3 separate regions of the Mus musculus genome follow, and all the other regions are linked to region 3. The links are chromatin contacts, called in public HiCAR-type and HiChIP or PLAC-seq maps. All regions are on one chromosome and are shown on one strand. Each heading gives the region's core, a stretch centred on a gene start, on an enhancer-like site or on the middle of the called end of the contact. The rest is flanking DNA. Distances are from core to core; before and after follow the strand shown. Region 1 overlaps Prkcb (protein kinase C, beta). Region 2 holds the start of Prkcb (protein kinase C, beta). Region 3 overlaps Prkcb (protein kinase C, beta).

What was found. HiCAR-type assays count read pairs that join an accessible place to other places. HiChIP or PLAC-seq counts read pairs in DNA pulled down with a chosen protein or histone mark.
Region 1: an H3K27ac HiChIP or PLAC-seq map of embryonic stem cells shows a contact between it and region 3, with 3 times the contacts expected there. The contact joins two enhancer-like sites. A contact is called at or near these places in 2 of 15 datasets of contacts at CTCF or cohesin (embryonic stem cells and large pre-B cells), 5 of 484 Hi-C or Micro-C datasets (the Ba/F3 cell line, the N1E-115 cell line, embryonic stem cells and 1 more), 6 of 115 datasets of contacts at active chromatin or transcription factors (bone marrow-derived dendritic cells, embryonic basal ganglia and embryonic stem cells) and 2 of 9 other capture datasets (adipose tissue and embryonic stem cells).
Region 2: a contact with region 3 is called in a HiCAR-type map of embryonic stem cells, with 2.7 times the contacts expected there. The contact joins the promoter of Prkcb here to the enhancer-like site in region 3. A contact is called at or near these places in 7 of 39 promoter capture datasets (the C10 cell line, the HPC-7 cell line, embryonic stem cells and 4 more), 1 of 15 datasets of contacts at CTCF or cohesin (CD8 T cells), 9 of 484 Hi-C or Micro-C datasets (B cells, Th17 cells, Th2 cells and 5 more), 22 of 115 datasets of contacts at active chromatin or transcription factors (the SCID.adh cell line, T-cell acute lymphoblastic leukemia, VIP interneurons and 13 more) and 3 of 9 other capture datasets (adipose tissue, liver and pancreatic islet).

The regions. Positions count from the first base shown.
Region 1 is chr7:122,629,801-122,632,973 of GRCm38.p6, forward strand. It overlaps Prkcb (protein kinase C, beta), which reads left to right. Exons shown (of 17, transcript NM_008855.2): 17 at 1-3,173. Among named protein-coding and RNA genes, the nearest start is that of Cacng3, 40 kb to the right of the region's middle. Within about 2 kb of position 1,506, at least 9 of the 459 cell types and tissues checked have an H3K27ac peak or open chromatin away from gene starts, as enhancers often do. A contact at or near this core is called in embryonic stem cells, where this site is marked.
Region 2 is chr7:122,287,748-122,291,040 of GRCm38.p6, forward strand. Prkcb (protein kinase C, beta) reads left to right here and starts at 1,378. Exons shown (of 17, transcript NM_008855.2): 1 at 1,378-1,770; 2 at 2,766-2,797. The coding sequence starts at 1,598. Gm51497 (a long non-coding RNA gene) reads right to left here. Exons shown (of 3, transcript XR_003946872.1): 3 at 2,889-3,293.
Region 3 is chr7:122,476,725-122,479,834 of GRCm38.p6, forward strand. All of the region lies in intron 5 of Prkcb (protein kinase C, beta), which reads left to right. Among named protein-coding and RNA genes, the nearest start is that of Gm51497, 180 kb to the left of the region's middle. Within about 2 kb of position 1,792, at least 59 of the 459 cell types and tissues checked have an H3K27ac peak or open chromatin away from gene starts, as enhancers often do. A contact at or near this core is called in VIP interneurons, cerebral cortex, cortical neurons and 6 more, where this site is marked.

The DNA.
Region 1 (3,173 bases), core at 256-2,755, 150 kb after region 3:
TTAGCTGCCAAAAGAGACCAGAGCAATCCTGCTCCTCACTCTGCTATTAGGGCACCTGACATCTGAAGAGTAGAAGTTATTTTCTGCTTGGTTGATCAGTGGTGATGCAAACACAAGTCTTGTGGCCAATGACACAGGACTCTGTTCTATAACAAAATAAATATCTCTGAGCCACATGTCCATTCCCAGGCAAGTTATGTAGGGTCTTTCATTTGGTCAATGGGTCACCAGGCCTTGGACATATGCTCAGAATAAAAACCACAGAGAAATCTTGGGCCATTGGCAAGTGATCTGAGACGACCTTAGAAAACAGTGTAGGAAGGAAGGATGGTTAGATGGATGGATGGATGAATAGATAGATGGATAGATAGATAGATAGATAGATAGATAGATAGATAGATAATAGTATATATGTAAATATATACACTACGCTCTACATTTTCAGGTTCTTACCATTATGTTTTAAGGTTCGTAGTTGTCAGAAATAGATACTCAAGCCAAAGTGTCTGTTCCCTTAGCTTAGCTTGATGGGGGTGGGTCAGAGAAGCTTCTGTGGAAATAATGGATCATGAATCAGACCTCCCACTGCTTCCTCGGCCACCAGTGTTCTAGATCAGAGGAAGCCAAGAAGCAGTTTCCATCACGTAAGATCCTTAGGAAATATTTTAAAATTTTATCCAAAAAAGAAATAATTTGTTTTTTTTTTTCATCCATCCATTTATACATCTTCCATCCATTTGAGTAGCATTTATTGACCACCAACTGTGTGCCAGGCTGGGTGCCAGGATCCTGGTGAAAACTATGAAAGATGCAGTCCATGCCCTTCTCCCTCTTTCTCCAGCTCACCATCTGTGGAAAGATGGCCATAAAACAAGTAATTGAAAGTATGCTGTTGTCTAGAGTCTCTGAGCTTATTAAAAAATTTTTCTGCTGGAGGTCTTCCAGGCTTCTTAGTCTCTCTATAGACCATAGTTTGAAGCTATCAAGCCATAGTATCAAGCTCCATACTTGATCGGACCACAGACGCTCCCACAACATGAACGGTGCCCGTGTCTTATGGAGGAAGGGAACTAACTGGCTTTGTGACTTATCTCCGAGTCTTCAGTGTCAGCTGTCATTTTGCATCCATCACTTGGCTATCTGCAGGCCCTTGGGGAATACCATTCCAGTTTAGAGCACTGCTGATCAAATCATGTGACCCTTGCTGGTCACATCCTGATCTCTCTAGCTCATCTGAAACAGGATTAAAATTTTCACACACACACACACTCACACACATATTTAACTTCTAGAAGAACTGAAGGAAAAAAACAAACTAAAAGAAATCTAACTAAAGCTGCTGTGAACTGTGACCAGTCATGTGTCTGGATCCAAGAATCCACTTTTAAATTTCATATATTTTTGGCTGATTTCCTCCTCTAAGAAAGGATAAGGCCATGATAGACCCAAGGCAGACCGGTAGAATTAACTCTCTTCCTAGGATGGGAGTTTCTGGTCTCATGTGGCTTCAGATGCAAATTTCCAAAACGATTGTCACAACAAAGGAGCCCATTCCCTCCCAACCTTGTATGGTAAAATCCTGGAGTTTTCCTGGGAAGGTCCACTCATGAGATGAAACCCATGAAAAGGAAGTCTTATTTGAAACACATGGCTTACTGAAGCACGGCAAATAAAAAAGGCTTCCAAAGTTGGAGCTGGTAGGAAGGGAAGTCCTGCCACATGCTCCAAGTTAAGGATGCCTGGGTAGAAAGAGACCCCCAAAAGAGGAGCTATCTTCTGCCCCCAGGTCTGCCCTTCTCCTTTCCACACAAAGCCTTGTAGCTTCCAGACCCTGCTCATACATCGTTCACTCCATACTGGCTCCATTTACATAAGTCTTAGGACCTGTAAAAATAACTGTTATCATTTTGCTTCAGTGTGAAGAGGAATCTGCCTCAGGAATTAGGAAAAGCAAGGAAGCGCCCCAGTAAGGAAGTCTTTTTTATCAATTAGATGAGTACTTATCAACAGCCTATTGTGTGCTCAGTAGCACTGAAAACACAATAGCCCAGGAACAGACTAGGACCTTGCCCGAAAGGAGAAAAACAATGCAAATTCCCCAAAGCAGGAAATGCCCAGAAGCTGAAGGGGCTGCAAACACATGGCTTATAGAATCAGGAAAGAGAAGACAGCATTAAAGAGACAGAAGGCATCTGAGCTTCCCTCGGGAAGCAGAAAGTAACAGCATGGACAGCCTGGAACCCTCCACCAAAACTCAGTATGGACAGGATACCACAAGAGAAGAGCCACCATGTAGGAAACGGCTTCATGGGTAGCCTTCGCCTTGTCTTCTATACCTATCCTCTTTCAGATGACCTCCTGATGCCAATTTGTCTCCCTCAACTCAGTCCCATAACCTTACTCATACACCCCAGTAGGAAGTACCTATCGCAGGAGACCATCCAGAAAGAAGTAGGTTAGAGCCTAGCAACAGGAAATTCATATCAGCCAGTCTCCGTTAGGGGCTAAACCTACTAAGATTGGCCAAAGTGAATCAGCCAACAAACTCTTCTGTAACACACCATGGCCTCAGCCAGGCACCTTACCTGTTGCTAGGAATCCCAGGCACTGTGAAAACAGTCTTCAGGCTTTCTCTCCAGCCAGAGTAGTTGTCATGAGGCAAGAATCATCTGCTATGTGGTCAGATATAAGTCTCCAACCCGCTGCACAGGCTTGGCCAAGTCCCTTCACTGACCTGTGCCCTGGTTTTCTCATATGTCCAACAGTGGGAGACAATCACATCAGCTTTGCCTTCTCCAGACCCGTGAGGTGAGATTGGGAAGGGCTAGTAGGCTTACAGGAGCCCTGGCGAGGCCAGCACATCAAAAAGCCACCCACATTCACATTCTCTGGCAGAACGTGCCTCAAACTAGTCAGCAATTCCTGTACACATGCAGGCCAGCAGGCAGACCGGCAGGCAGGAAGAAAGGAAGGAAGGGAGAGAGGGAAGGAGGAAGGCAGGCAGGCAGGCAGGCAGGCAGGCAGGCTGGCCAGGTTACCTACTACAAGAGTTGAGCAGTTTTATTCTTCAAGCTTGCCTTCATACTTTAAGCTTTGTATAGAAGCACACCACCAGCATCTTTGGAGAGACTCTGGCTACTGAAGACCCAGATTCTACGCTAGTGTTCAGCTTT
Region 2 (3,293 bases), core at 128-2,627, 190 kb before region 3:
AGTCTGGACAGCCTCCATTGTACAACCCCGAGACTGTGTACCCCTTACTCACTTCCATCTAATTTTGCTTATTCACAGAACTTACCTGGTCTATACAGGTTATGGTTGTGACCGAATGAGACAGTGCACAAGCCTCCCTGACACCCTGTATGTTTAGTTTTAATTTTTGCACATTTACAGGTCATGCATGGTACAGGTAACCTTCTTCCATTCTGTTACTTACTCAAGCAGTGCTCACTGGGCTTGTAGGAGCTGTCAGATGCTAAACTCAACACCAGGAGACATGAAGGTGTCATTAACAATGCCGGGGACGTGTGGAAGAGTTCGGTCAGATGCCATTTTTCATCCCCAGGCTGTAGAGCATCACACCAGAGGGAGATTTAGATGCAGTGCCTTATATAACATGCAATGTCGTATCATTGGTTATCTTCCCATCCTTCAAGTGGCATCAAGGGGAGTATGGCGTTGGATATTAATGTTCCCTGAACATTTGAAATCTCTCCTAACAAATACAAGAAGGCCCCAGGTGTGAGGACAGCACCTGGGGAGATCTTAACCCACACAAACCTAGGTATTTCCAATCACATAGACTTTTGTTTTAACAGACTGCACAAGTATGACCAGAAGGGACAAAAGTGAATGAAATGTAGGGAAACGCTCATTTATTAAATTTGTCTCCTGTCATCATTAGCCCAGCCATTTTGGGGTTGGGGAAACTGTCTTTTTGTGGAGAGAGTTCTAAGTGTTCGAGCAAGTGGAGACAAGTCTTTGTGGTGGATATATACATATATACATATGCATATATGTATAGTCCTCCCCTACCTCTGCAGACCTTGGTGTGTGTGTGTGTGTGTGTGTGTGGCCACAGGCCTTTCCGGATGAGTGACAATGAAAGCCCATCCCTCCAGGAGACGCATGCCGAATGACCAATGGGATGATGGATGGAGGGTGCTGGGTACCAGTCTCTGCAGAGGCCAAGGTGAAACTGGCTGCTTCCAGCCTGTTCAACCCTCATCTCCTTGAGCCCCTTGGGTCCTTAGGCGTTTGGTCATTGCTGGATCAACCGAGGTGCTCATCTTAACGCACCCCAGGGCCTAGGACAGGGTGCCAGGGGCGCGGCTCAGATCTGTCCAGCGCAGACTGCGGTCCTCGCGCCGCAGCGCTGCGGCTAAGAACACTTGGCTGGGAGGCCTGCGGGTTGCGGTGTACGTGTATGTGTGTGTGTGTGTCTGTGTGTGTCTCTGCTGGTGGTACTGGTGGTGCCGATATGTAAAGCAGCTGGCGGCTCTGGGCGGGGCCTGGGTTTCATGCAAATGAGGGAGGCGGGGTTACACTGGGGCTCCGCCTCCCTCCCCCGCAGCTGGGGCCAGCGGTGCCAAGCACAGCTGGACCAGCGGCAGCAGCTGGGCGAGTGACAGCCCAGCTACGCGCGCGCGGCCGCCGCCAGAGCCGGCGCGAAGGGGCAGCGCGGCCCTGCGGTCCCCGGGCGGCAGCAGCGGCCGCCTAGTCCCGCGCCTTTCCGGGCTTGCAGCCCCGCGGTCCCGCCGCCCCGGGGCCGCCACCTCTCGGGGCTCCCCCCAGTCCCCGCGCGCGCAAGATGGCTGACCCGGCTGCGGGGCCGCCGCCGAGCGAGGGCGAGGAGAGCACAGTGCGCTTCGCCCGCAAAGGCGCCCTCCGGCAGAAGAACGTGCACGAGGTGAAGAACCACAAATTCACCGCCCGCTTCTTCAAGCAGCCCACCTTCTGCAGCCACTGCACCGACTTCATCTGGTGAGAGTGCGCCGCGCGGGCCACCTGCCTGGGGCCCTAGAGGGCAGCGACACGCATGGGGACCCCTGTTGTTGCCCCCGGGGGGAGGAGCCGTGTGATCACCCCCATCCCGCTGGACCCTTATGCCCTGCGCTCCCGGATGGCCAGTCCCTCAGGTGCTGGGTTCTCTGCTCCCAGACGGCTGGCCGCCAGGCGCCTTCTGCCCTCTTGCACTCTGTCGCCCGAGCGCCTAGGGACAGCGCTGCAGGCGCCTTTTCGACACCTGGCTCAGGGCTCAGTGTGGCTGTCCCTCCTCGGCAGGGCAGCTCCGCGGGTGTCTTTCTCGCCTGAGGTTCCCGATCTTTCTGCCTCCTTCCGGGCTCGAGGAGCTCTCACCCTCACCCCTCCTTTCCGGGGCAGCTCTCTGGGGTGTCCTCTACTTCCCCGGGGCGTGGAGCATCCTTCCCTCTGCGTCCCTAGAGCAGTGCCCTGGGTTATCTCTTACTTCGCCTCCAGAGTCTTGAGCACCCCTTTCATTCCTTGGTTCTCACCCTCAAGTCGCTGCAGGGCCCCTTTCTTCCCTCTGCCCCTCCAAGCATGGGGGGACCTTCCCCCCGCCCCCTAGCCCCTCAGGTGTTACCACCGTGGTGAAGTCCCTATCATCCTCCCCCTAGACAGGTCCTTTTCTCTTTCCTTGAGGGTACTCCCGGCATCTCCTTGGGCAAATATCCAGCCCGCCTTCCGCCCCCACCCGGGCGGAAATGCACCCTCGCATCCTGCCACCTGGTGGTCGTGGTCGCCTCTGTACTGCAGGGGAGATGTGAGGTGGGGGTTACTGCCAAGCTCCGGTAGTGTACCTCCCAATCCCATCCAAGGTGGAAGACACCTTGGAGACCAGGCTGTAGCTAGGAGGTTGCCCCTGGGGTAGAGGGACAGTGGGAAGGGAGAGGGCGACTGTGTGAAACTAGCTGGTAACTGGACCCCTCAGACTGATACTCCCTCTTGTGCTTTTACAGGGGCTTCGGGAAGCAGGGATTCCAGTGTCAAGGTAGGCTTTGTGGCGCTGTGGATGCCGATGGTGGGAAGAGAGAGTAATACAGACTTCAAAGACGTGGCCGAGTTAGGCAGAGTGAAGTAATCCTGCCTGTCAGAGTGACCTCCCAGGCTAGGAATCCTTCACCACCAAAGGGTCCTTTTAAGGGGTGTGTATTTGGGCCAGAGATGCACCATCCAGGAAAGGCCAGTGGAGCTCCTGGAAGGCCCTAAAAGTCAAAAAGTGCATCCATCCCGCTGCTATCTGAGCATTCTCTCAGGACTGCCAGCCCTGCTTAAGAAATGAAATGTCTTCAAGGACTCTTGTGTGTGGAGGGAACCTCTTTCTTCCTAATTCCAGCCCTTTCTTGCTCATTGCTCTCCCTTACCTCCCAGTAGGAGGGTCTGCCTCTTTCCCCTGCTTTGCAGGTGGCTGCCATCTGCAGATGGCGCATCCCCCTAGAAAAGCAACTGTGGTTTCCCCTGGGCCTCCTCTCTCTTTGAAAGCGGTG
Region 3 (3,110 bases), core at 542-3,041:
AGGAGGGTGAGGAGAACTTGCAGTTTTAGCTGAGGTCTGATGAGTGAGCTACAAGATGGGGACTTTTGATTGAAGGCTTGCAGGAAGTGAAGGAGGAAGACAGGTGGTTCCCTGGAGGGAGGTAGAGGCACAGCACCTAGGAAAGCCACAGCATGGATGCTCTTGGCTCCTGGACCACTGTGTGTGCCTGCATGCCCGAGGCACAGCAGGACGCTGTGTTATATTAACTGGTACAGCCAAGAGAGCAAAGCCCAGCAGAATGCTTCGTCATCTGCTATAAAGATTGCTCTTTTTCTCCGAGTACAATAAGAGTCTCTGGTAGGTCCTACAACTCCTTGAAGGTGTGTAATTATCATTCGATTTTTTTTTCTCCTCAATGACAGCCAGCGTCGTCTCTTGACTTTCCACTAGGCAGAAGCAGCAGGCATGGAGCATGTGCAGTATCGTTTAACCTCCAAGGGGCCAATACACTTCCCCATTGTATAGATGAGGACAGGAAAGTTAGAAGGTTTAGTAAGGGGAAGCAAGAAGGCTTGGCAAGTAAAATGTTTGTGCGTCGGTATGAGAACTGAGCTCTGCCGCTCCGTGGTGCTGCAGGCCTGCAATCTCCTTGCTGGGAAGGCAGAGACAGGAGAATTGCTGGGGTTGCAGGCCAGCCAGTCTAACCAGGCTGATGAACCCTAGGTGAGAGTTCGGAGTAAGAGACCCTACCTATAATCACACACCACACACACACACACACACACACACACACACACACACACACACACTGGTGAGCAGGCGTGGTGTCAGAGGTTAAACGACTTGGTCAAGGTTACAGAGCTAGCACTTGTTATCTGGGATTCGACCTCCTGTCTGTCTTAATACAGAGACCTTAACACTTAATTATACTGTTGGACAGTGTTTTAATTCTTTAGGGATAGTGGAGACCCTGTGGCTTTTGGACCATAAAATTAAAAACTCTTTGCCAAGCTTGGGTGCGTGCATATCAATCAAGCCGAAATGAGGACTGCTCTGCGAACTGGGGAAGAAGGCTTCTTTTTTTCCGGAGAGCTCAGACCAAGCCACTGACAGCTCATTTACGTGATTCGGCTGCAGTTTGACAATCATAGTACAAGACTTGCATACAATTAGTCTGATGGTTCTTACACAGTCTCTTGGAAAAAAGAAAAGCCTTTGGAATTTTCCCTCTGTTTGGCCTTCTGCATGATGTAACCACGGCTTTATTTAGTTGGTTGTCTACCCCGGAATAGTGTGGTCTGCTGCCTTCTGCATCACTGTGGGCTGATTGAGGTCTTGTTTTCCTGGAGGGCAGATGCTGTTGCGCAGACCTGCTCTGTGGCTCTCCTCCCGCAGGATCATTCAAGCGAGCAGAACACGAAGGCAGAATTTCTTCTGTGCATGACAATGATTGCTCCAAGAGTAAGCTGGAGTCCTGTTAAATATGCAATGCAAATGGATTGTAAATGAGAAGTCTCCTCCGCAAGGGTCGGGAGGTCTGAACTCTGGGGGCCTCTCCATCCCTTCTTATCACCTGGCTCATGAACCTGACACCCCTTTTACAATCATCTTTTCTGGCCACCCAAGAGCTCCTAATGAGGGCAGAAGCTGCCTGCTCGTGTAACCCTTTCAGACACCTGGTGATTGGAAACTGGAGAGACAGCAAGCTTTCGATGCTCTGTCAGATGCCCTGAGTTATCATCAGCTGCCTGCTGGGCTTTGAGAAGGGCTGGGAAGGCGGTGAGAAGGCTGGGTAGCGGACTGCTATTGTCTGTGCCTCCTCCTCCCACTCTGAGCTGCGTGAGGCAGCCAGGGATGGCTGGATTTGGGCTCTCACGCAGCTGCCTTCTCTGACCCTCGCTGGGTGCCTGCCTCAGCTCAGAGAATCAGTCTCTGCAGGGATTTGGGATGAGAGCTAAGAGCCTGCTCCCCGGGTTGAAGATCAATGAGCCTTTGATTTTGTTTCTTCTTCCAGTCTAGCCCACTGTCTTTGCCTATAGCTTAAGAAACCCCAATCTAAGAGGCCTTTCAAATTGAAAAGTGAACTGGTCTGTAGGAAATTGTGGTTAGTAGAAAAAGACAAGTCATCAAAGATCCAGCTGTCTCCAAGGACACCCCGTGCCATCTTTTCCCTTCTTTCTTTGAATTTTTCTTTCTTCGTTTTTCCACCCTGCCTGGTGCTGAGGCTGGAACTCAGCGCCTTGTGTGAGTCAAGGCAAGCCCTTACCACTGGAGCTACCCCCAGCCTCAGCTTATTTCTTTGTTTTGTAGAGGCAGACACTTGACAGCTGTCAACCTGTAGGTAGCAGAGGAAGCCTAGAGTGGACAAAGTCCCGAGTGAGTGTGTTGTTGACATGGGCAACCCTCAGCAAGGACCCCAAGGCACTGGACCCATGGAAAATTGGCAAAGCCATTTACCCACATGGACCAGGCTCAAAAGGGCAACAAAGCTCTCTTCTGGGTCTGAGTGTTTACAGATGATTGGTCAGTGTGTGCAAAGACTAGCAACTGTAGCTTCCTCTTCCTCATCCCTAATGCTTACAGTCTGAGACTGCTCACTTACAGAGACTTATTACTGAGATCAGCGAACCCTGATCCCTGTGCTGTCCCTAATGAACACACCAGCGATCTAGGTTGCTAGAGGTCGTAGGTGCCTTACAAAGAGCATACTCCCACCTGAAGGGGGGTGAGGGGAGAGCATGTATGTCCTTTCAAGACTCAATGCATATGGGGACCAGCATGTATATATAGCACAGTCTGTACTAGGCACAGTGCTTAGTTCTTTTTAGTACTGATATGTTTTTCTCTTTGTTTATAGTTGGGGAAACTGATACTCAGAGGACTTTACTGACTGAGGCACACAGACAGACATGGACCTGGAGAGGGAGCTGAGAGTTCTAGATCTGGATTGCAGGCAGCTAGAGGAGAGAGTGATACTAGGCCAGGCATGAGTGTTTGAAACCTCAAAGCCCACCCCCTGTGACACACTTCCTCTAACAAGACCACGCCTACTCCAGCAAGGTCACACCTACTCCCAAAAGACCACACCTCCCATTAGTGCCACTAACTGTGAGTTTATGGGAGTCATTTTCATTCAAACCAACCCATGA